Regions from separate parts of the Macaca mulatta genome. Here region 2 is linked to region 1. The links are chromatin contacts, called in public Hi-C maps. All regions are on one chromosome and are shown on one strand. Each heading gives the region's core, a stretch centred on a gene start, on an enhancer-like site or on the middle of the called end of the contact. The rest is flanking DNA. Distances are from core to core; before and after follow the strand shown. Region 1 holds the start of UBQLN1 (ubiquilin 1). Region 2 holds the start of KIF27 (kinesin family member 27).

Region 1 (4,593 bases), core at 714-3,213:
TGCGGTTTTTGCTTTTTTTTTTTTTTTGGCACCAGCCTAATATTTACTATCCAGCCCTCCCAGAAAGTTGACTAATCTCTGATTTACACCATGGTCCCCACCACCTCCAATGTCTCTTACAGGTCAGGATTATATCAAAAAAGTGCCCTAACAATGGATAACTATACAGTATCTTCTTACAGGTAAATCTTATTACCTTATAATGTCACACACATCAAACATTTTTAGACAATGTAGACACAGATAATTGCAAAGTCCATAAATGCATGGAGACACACACACACACACACACACACACACACACACACACGGTATTTGCTGGAGAATCAAGAGAAAAACCGTCAAGTCTTCCTGGAGCATGTGATATAGGATGCATAGAAGTTAGACAGGTGAAGGCAAGGAGAAAGTCATTCTAGGTAGAGGAAGGCAGCTTAGGCAAAGCGTGCAGGTAAGACACAGCATGACAGGGAAAAACAGGTAATGAGGAGCTGATGAAGTTGAGGAGAAATTTTATTTAGACATATGGAAGAAATTCCAAATGATTGATTGTCCAGTTGTGGCACTTTCTATCTTGAGAAGCAGTGATTACCTCACACCTAGACATAACCAAGTAGTCATCCTTCATTAAGCAGAAGGCCTTGTTATTTGAGCCACGCTGCCAGAAATTTAGGTGATATCAAATGATGTCTATCCTGAAATCGATACCCTCAGAATTCTCTTAGACCCAGATTCCATATAGCTCTGCTAAAAAGTCGTGTTTATGTAACAGTATTTATTCTGAGAACAGGGTTGGACGGCTTAGGAGCAGAAATGCAAAATGTATCTTTGCGGATTTGGGTCACCATGGGCTGTCAGGATTTAAATTGTGCAACACTGATTAATATAGTTAATGTGCTGGTTTGTACTTTCCTTGCAAGTCATCTTTAAAACCAAATGATATAATTTCAAATTCGGATTCTCAGAGATAATTTATTTCTATCTGTATTACACTGAAAATAATTTTGGAACTATCTTTAATGCCACTTAAAGCCTGACATTGAGCAGTAACTTGATAGAATAGAAAGTGAACACCTCAGCTATATTACATTGTCCCAGTTGGGTGGACACTCCTCGGGCACCCTGTTCCGCCCTACACACTGTAGGAAATCGAGTTCACAGAGAATCGGGGGGCGCTCGCGCACAGCTGTCATCGCAGCAGCAGAGGCCACTGTCAATACAGGTCGCCTGATTGATCGTCTGACCAAACAGGGCTAACCCGAGGGCGGTAAATAAGTTCTGGCCACGAAGCAATGACTCCGCGGGATTGCGCAGGGCAGTCACAGGCGTTTACTCCATTTTCTGTTTGTTGTGCTGTGGACCTTTCCGCCATTAACTTATCCCAACTCCCCCGCATAGGGCAATACCAGCCCTCCAAATATGAAACGCTAAGCATATTAAAATAACAACAAAATACCTCGCCGCTATTTTATCACCAGACCCTCCTCCCAGCGGGGAACGCAGAGTAGGCAGAGAGGCAAGGCAGGGCAAGGCGACTGTGACAGCGCGGAGGGCTGAGCATTGCCCAGCCGGGAATGAAGTAAGGTGGGGAGATTACCTGGACCGCGAGCGCGCAGGCGCATCCGCGGTCGCAGGGCCCACTGGTCCCTTTCTAGTAATTTCGCTAACCTTGACGTCATCTCGGTGCGCCGTTACAGCGCTTAACTGGAAACTGCAATTTAGTTTTTGGTGAAGGGAACGGAAAAAAACCATGAACTGAGCTGCCCCGCCCCATTTTGCTTTTAGTCCTTCACACTGGCTTCGCCTACACTTTGGGCAATGGAGCGGGAAAGGAAAAGGCACGTAGGCTGAGCTCAAAGCGGCGCCAGCCAGGGATGACTCGGCGACGCCGCCAGGCGCGTTACCCGGCGTGCTCCGCGCGGCGCCGGCGAAGGGACGTGGGGGAAGGGGCAGGGAGGAGGAAGCGGTGGCTGCTGCGGATGTCGATGTGAGCGAGCGGCGCCTGAACACACGGCGACTGCCGAGCGCCTGACCCGGGCCTGCGCCAGAGCCTGCACCGAGCTCCGAGGCCCCACACCCGCTAGGGTGGCCCTGCGCCCGTTGCTAGTGAGGCGGCGTGCTCTGCATTCTTCGCTGTCCAGGCCTGTCGGCTTTGGTGTCTGCTGGCTCCTCCTTGCTCGCCTGCTCACTCCTGCTTGCCTGAGTCACCGCCGCCGCCGCTGCAGCCATGGCCGAGAGTGGTGAAAGCGGCGGTCCTCCGGGCTCCCAGGATAGCGCTGCCGGAGCCGAAGGTGCTGGCGTCCCCGCGGCCGCTGCCTCCGCGGAGCCCAAAATCATGAAAGTCACCGTGAAGACACCGAAGGAAAAGGAGGAATTCGCCGTGCCCGAGAATAGCTCCGTCCAGCAGGTGAGGTCGCCTGGTGCTCGGGCCGGGATGGGGGTGGCGGCAGGACCTCCGCCCGCCGCGCCAAGAGACCTTTTGGGAAGGACCTGGGAGAGGGGTCATCCTCCCAGGTGCCCTCGGCCATTCTCCCGGGCGTCGTCCCAAATTAGATCACACCCAAGTTAGTGGGTTTGCGCTTTGGGACACCGCAGTGGTTTGTGGCGTGGCGGCGCGGCCTGTTTGTGGGACGGGCCGATGCCGCTTTTCTCGGAGCCTTCTTTCCCTGGCATCCGCCGACCCTCAGCCTCCTCCCCCAGTTCCCCGCCCTCCGTCGCCTCCCCTCCAATTCCTCACAAAGGAAAGGGACCCACCGCTAGGCTCCGGGCGGGGTGGAGGCTGGGCGGGGGCGAGGGTTCGCTTTAGCTCAGGCTGCGGTTTTGCTTTATGAATTAAAAAAGGGGTTGGGTGGGATCCTCGTTGTTTTACGTGCCTGCTTGTTAAGATAGGTTTTGGGGTGAGGTGCACGTGTATATTTAGTTCTGCATTTTAACTCCTGAAATCTTTCCCACCTTGCAACCTTTTTAAAAAAATTATGACGTAGAAACCGATTTTAGCTCCATCTTAAGTAATAGTAATAGTACTAGGTTTAAGGAGAAAAGTGAATGACTTTCTTTCATTGATGACTTGCTCTTTCCCTTTTAGTATGTTTATCATCTCTTAGATGCCAGTCATTGGGTAGGTTTTTGTTTGATTTTAGAGAGGCGATAGCGATGTTGATATTAGCTGTTGCAGCCAAATAAAAGAAAATTGGAGTTAATGGAGAATATTACTTAAACTTCGTTCAGGAATACAAATCTTGCAGTTAATTAAGATCCTTGGTGGAATTTAACAAATAATTTTAGTGTATTGTTGAATACGTCGTATTTTCCATGATTATTGACTTAATCTCTGAAGATCGCACACAACGTGAACAGTTTGTGACAGGAAACAATCAACAATTCCTGAAATGTACCTATCAGAGTCCCCAGGGACTGTAGGGGATTGGGATATTGGTTTAGCGAGTTCCAAAGGTAGTGTGTTTTGTGAGGCAGTGAGGTGTGTAACATCGAATGAGAGAAACTTTTACCATCAACGGAATTTATCACTCTTTTTTTTTTTTTTTTTTTGGTCTCCTACTGCCTGTAAAAATGTTCCTTACCGTTTTTGTATTTTCAAGCATACAGAAAGTTGAAAGAACTGGGCAGTGGACACACATATGTCCATCATCTACAATTAGCATTTTACAGTATTATAATCGATTATCAAGTCCATTTTATTTTTGGGGAGCAATTCAGAGTAAATTGCACGTGTCAGTAGATGACACCAGTACATGTCACTTCAGCATTGTGAACTGATATTTGCCTAAGTTCAGCCTCGTTTTTTACGTTTTTTGACGTAATTTTGACATGCAGTGAAATGCATGCCATTCCATGAGTTTTCACAAATGCTTACACCTGTGTAGCCCAAGCTCTTATCAAGATATAGAACATTGTAATTGACTAGAGAGTTCTTTCTTACCTTTTCCCAAGTCATTTCAGTCACTCGGCCTTTCCATCAACTACCCACCTTTTTTTTTTTTTTTTAAATGCCATAAGTTACAGAGTTGCCTGTTTTAGAATTTAACATTAAGTGGGATCCCATATAGTCTATAGTACTGTTTGTATTTTTCTGGGTAAGCCTTTTTTTTCCCACTCAGCATAATGTTTTTGAGTTTCGTCTTTGTTGCATGTATTAGTAGTTCCTTTCTTTTTATTGGTGTGTAGTTTTCCACTGTATGTATATACCATAATCTATTCACTGTTGAAAGTCACCTGAGCTGTTTCCAGTTAGTTACTGTGAACAGTCTTATACAAGTGTTTTTGTGGACTCTTTTTTCTTTCATGGTTATATACTTAAGACTTGGTTTGAGTAGGTCATAGGGCAATTGTATGTTTTAGTTTTGTGAGAAATTATGTTTTAAAAAATGCTTGTGGGCCCGGCGTGGTGGCTCACACTTGTAATCCCAGCCCTTTGGGAGGCTGAGGCGGGTGGATCGCCTGAGGTTCGAGACTAGCCTAGCCAACGTGGTGAAACCCCGTCTCTACTAAAAATACAAAAATTAACTGGGCATGGCCGCAGGCACCTGTAATCCCAGCTACTCGGGAGGCTGAGGCAGGAGAATCATTGCTTGAACC
Region 2 (4,593 bases), core at 777-3,276, 230 kb before region 1:
AAGGGTTGGCAATGACTGGCATTCACTTTACAGTGTGGGGAACTTAAGTACTTAACTCCTTTTCTCTAACTCTGGACTCAAGACATCAATTTGGGGACAAAGGAAAATGCCCCATTCTAATGCTGTTAGGCATTTGCTGACCTCCTCTCTGCAATTGTGTGGCCTCTTGAGAACTTCTGTTGAGACTTCCGGGTATTCCCAGACTTAAATTGTTACGTACTATTAATCATTGAAGCTTTGTCAGCAGACCAGTTTGACTCAGCAATTCACAGTCATGATGTGAGTTTGTTTTCAAAAAGAGTTCTAAAAATGCAGCATAATCAATTCAAATCTTAGAATTTTAAAAATTATGTATTATTTATTATTTTTTTGAGGTAGAGTCTCATTCTGTCACCCAGGCTGGAATGCAGTGGTGCAACGATGGCTCACTGCAGCCTTGACCACCCAGGCTCAAACGATCCTCCTACCTCCGCCTCCAGAGTAGCTGGAACTGCAGGCATGCTCGGCCACACCCGACTAAGTTTTGATTTTTTGTAGGGATTGGGGGGGGGGGTCTCATTATGTTGCCCAGGCTGGTCTCGAACTCCTGGGCTCAAGTGATCCTCCCAGTTCAGCCTCCCAAAGTGCTGAGATTATAGGTGTGAGCCACTGTGCCCAGCCTGAATTTTTAAAAATTTAAATAATTCAGTTAAAAGAAAAAAAAAAAACCATAAATAGTCAGCTTTTTTCCCCACCTTCATTCGTATATTTCATGAGAGAAGGAAGTATTTTTGAAGATGCTTAGATTGTGCTACTAAAAACAGGAGGCACTAAAGCTTTTAAAGCTAAATTGGTAAAGTTAAATACTACGATGCAACCCAGCAATTCCACTCTTAGGTCCATACCTAAAAAACCTGAAAACAGGCCCGGCGGGGTGGCTCACGCCTATAATCCCAGCACTTTGGGAGGCCGAGGTGGGCGCATCACCCGAGGTCAGGAGTTCGAGACCAGCCTGCCCAACATGGTGAAACCCCGTCTCTACTAAAAATACAGAAAACTTAGCCGGGCGTGGTGGCACATGCCTGTAATCCCAGCTACTCCGGGGGCTGAGGCAGGAGAATGGCTTGAACCCATGAGGTGGAGGTTGCGTTGAGCCTAGATAGCGCAATTGCATTCCAGCCTGGGCAATAAGAGTGGAACTCCATCTAAAGGGCCGGGCGCGGTGGCTCACGGCTGTAATCCCAGCACTTTGAGAGGCCGAGGCGGATGGATCACAAGGTCAGTGGAGATCAAGACCATCCTGGCTAACACAGTGAAACCCCATCTCTACTAAAAATACAAAAAATTAGCCGGGTGTGGTGGCACGCGCCTGTGGTCCCAACTACTCGGGAGGCTGAGGCAGGAGAATCGCTTGAACCCGGGAGGCGGAGCTTGCAGTGATCCGCGATCATGCCACTACATTCCAACCTGGGCGACAGAGCGCGACGCCGTCTCAAAAAAAAAAAAGAAGTCCTGATAGTTGTTACAACATGACTGTAGCTTGAAAACATTAAGCAAAAGAAGCTAGACACAAAAGGTCATATACTGAATGCTTCCATCAATAATGAAATGCCCAGAATAGGTAAATCTATCATAGAGTCAGAAAGTAGATTAGTGGCTGGCTGGGGTTGTGGGGAGAGGGGAACTGGAAGGAATGACTAACTGGTTTGGAGATTTTCTTTTGGGGTTATGAAAATGTTTCTGAACTATATACAGAGGTGATAGTTTAATGCACTGTGAAGGCATTAAACGCCACTGAATTGTAAGTTTTAAGATGGTTTATGTTATGCAAGTTTTACTCAATAAAAATAAAAATAAACTGAATTGGTAGCTAAGATATTGAAACACAGTGTGGAATCGTTCTCATTCATTTCACGAACCCGTGGAAAGATGCTTCCGCTCAGGCCTCACAGACCGGTCCCAGCGCGTTAGTGGGACACAACTCGGGTTTGCAGGGAAGCCCGAGAGCTGGCCTTTTGCGGACTTCCTGGGGACGCAGGACTCTTGCGCACGGGCTTGGGGACGTGCCCAGGTTCGGGGGCGGGGCCAGGACGCCGCGACCCGGGGAGGACGCGGCGGGAGGCGGGCTTCGCCGGTTGCCAGGAGAACCCGCGACAACAAAAGACGCGGGCGGCGGCGGCGCGGCGTGGCAGAGCGAAGCTGAGGAGTCCAGCCCTCGCCGCCAGGGCCCTGGGCTGTCCCGAGCCGGTCAGTGCGCGGCGGGCCTGGCCGGGCGGTGCGGGGAAGTGGGGCGCCCTCCCTTTCGCGGCACCCGCCCTCCAGCCCGCCGCGCCCGCGCTCCCAGCCCGCCGTTGGGACTAGTAGGCGCCGGCTTGGGGTCTGGGCCGTCGCGGGGTGGGAGCCAGAGGGTGGGCGGTAGGGGCGCCAGCGAGGCCTATGGGGGTGCCCGAGGGGTCTGGGGTCAGGAATGGGAGCCCGGCGAACGACTGGAGGCAGAGCGCCCCTTCCGGAGAAAGCTGGCTCAGCCCTGAGGAGCGGGGCCTGGGGAACGGGGATCGACCCCAACGCGGGACTCGGCCCCCCGGAGCGCACCCCGTGTTCGTCTCGTGTAGCTGCACGGCGTGAGGTGCGACGCGAGGGCCACCACCACCGAGCGCTTTGTTTTGTCGCAGGCGTCTTTTTCCCACTGTAGAGGTTGAAACTTCGGCGCATTCAAGCTCGAGAGCTCCCTCCCTCGGAGGCAGGTGCTGTAAAGAGCAAAGCGCCCCGATTCTTTCTTTGAAACACCTTTTAAGTAACACCGCCGTCTCCAGTGTTGAAAATCTTTGTTGTTTGCTTTTCTTTACTCCTTTGTCTTTACGCATTTGGGGCCTTTTCTGAGCTCCTCATGCGATTTACTATCCATCTACTGGGAAGTTTCTTATGAAAATAATTAACAAACCACACATTTCAGACAACCACTGCTTTCTGGGAAATCAAGGGGACGGGATGGCAGCGGTTTTTGGAGACACTCATTCCTGACCAGTGACATGACATGAGGGATTAAATATTTCTCTTGCCTTTCCTCAGATTTCAAAAACCCATTGAGTATACTTAAATACGACCAGCCAATCAGATTTCGCCTTTTTTCATTTATTGGTGACATAATACGTATGTTTCTGATGACTATAATTGATCAGAATCTGAAGAAGTATAAGTGCTATGGATTGTGGAAAAACTTTGTTTCTTGTATATTGATGTTTTACAAGCCCTATGTTTGTGGACCCTTATTATTGTTTGTTTTGTTTTGAGACAGGGTCTCGCTCTGTTACTCAGGCTAGAGTGCAGTGGCACATTGCAGCCTCAACCTTCCGGGCTCAAGCAATCCTCCAACCTCAGCCTTCCAAGTAGCTGGGACTACAGGTGCGTCACCACTGCCTGGCCCATTCTTGTATTTTTAGTAGAGACAGAGTTTCACCCTGTTGCCCAGGCTGGTCTGTAACTCGTGGGCTGAAGTGATCCACCTGCCTTGGCCTCCCAAAGTGCTGGGATTACAGGCATGAGCCACCGTGCCTGGCCCCGTTATTATTTTTTTTAATGCTTAGAATAAGTTTCAGTTGCCTTTATAACCAAATTGTTTATAGATATTACCATTAAAAACCCCAAGAAATGAGGCTGGGCATGGTGGCTCATATCTGGAATCCCAGTACCTTGGGAGGCTGAGGCGGGTGGATCTCTTCAGCCCAGGAGGTCGAGACCAGCCTGGGCAACATGGTGAAACCCCGTTTCTACTAAAAATACAAGAATTAGCCTGGCGTGGTGCCTGTAATCCCAGCTACTTTGGACGCTGAGGCACGAGAATCGCTTGAACCAGGAGGCTGAGGTTGCAGTGAGCCGAGATGGTGCCGCTGTGCTCCAGCCTGGATGACAGAGCCAGACCTTGTCTCAAAAACAAAACAAAACAAAAACCCAAGAAATGAAAATATCCCAATTTGGCATTTTTTATTAGCAACTTCATTGGAAGCAGTTAGGTTTGGCTTAACATCGTCCATGAGTTTTGCTTTAATTTGATGGCATACAAAGAAATAAACTAATCTGTATGGTGACTTCAAATGTTGGTTTTCAGAGACATTTGGAAGAATTAACTCAGCATTCCTGCAACTGGAAAAGTTTCCAGTACCAAATGATTGTAGAGTTCTTTAAGATCCAAGAAAGGATTTATCAAACACATGAGCATTTTTTTTTTTCCAGTGTAAAATTCATTAGAATGATTTTAAAACTGCTAAGGTTAGGTGTATCTCTTTGTTTCAGCCATTACAGATAGTTTGTTGACTCTCTTTTGGGATTTTACAGCCCAAGGGACCTGATATTTTTTTTATTCTCAGGGGACTTTTAGAAGAGTGATGTTAATTTTTTTTTGTTGTGATCCTCTTCATGCCATCTACTCACAGAATTACAAATGCAGAGTACCATTGCAGAGTTTTGTTTTATTTTGTTTTGTTTTTGACAGGGTCGCGACCCTTTTGGGATCAAGGGACCCTCTCGCTTCAACCTCCTGAGTAGCTGGGACTATAGGCGCGTGCGCCACCATGCCTGCCTAATTTTTTGATTTTTTGTAGAAACAGGGTTTCTCCG

Evidence for each region. Hi-C and Micro-C count contacts between places; a contact is called where the count stands out from the background.
Region 2: a Hi-C map of liver shows a contact between it and region 1, with 2.4 times the contacts expected there. The contact joins the promoter of KIF27 here to the promoter of UBQLN1 in region 1. A contact is called at or near these places in 2 of 14 Hi-C or Micro-C datasets (fetal cortical plate and liver).

Annotation. Positions count from the first base shown.
Region 1 is chr15:114,632,878-114,637,470 of T2T-MMU8v2.0, reverse strand. It overlaps UBQLN1 (ubiquilin 1), which reads left to right and starts at 1,963. Exons shown (of 10, transcript XM_015118003.3): 1 at 1,963-2,404. The coding sequence starts at 2,225. It also overlaps the pseudogene LOC114672828.
Region 2 is chr15:114,858,656-114,863,248 of T2T-MMU8v2.0, reverse strand. It overlaps KIF27 (kinesin family member 27), which reads left to right and starts at 2,026. Exons shown (of 18, transcript XM_015118008.3): 1 at 2,026-2,226.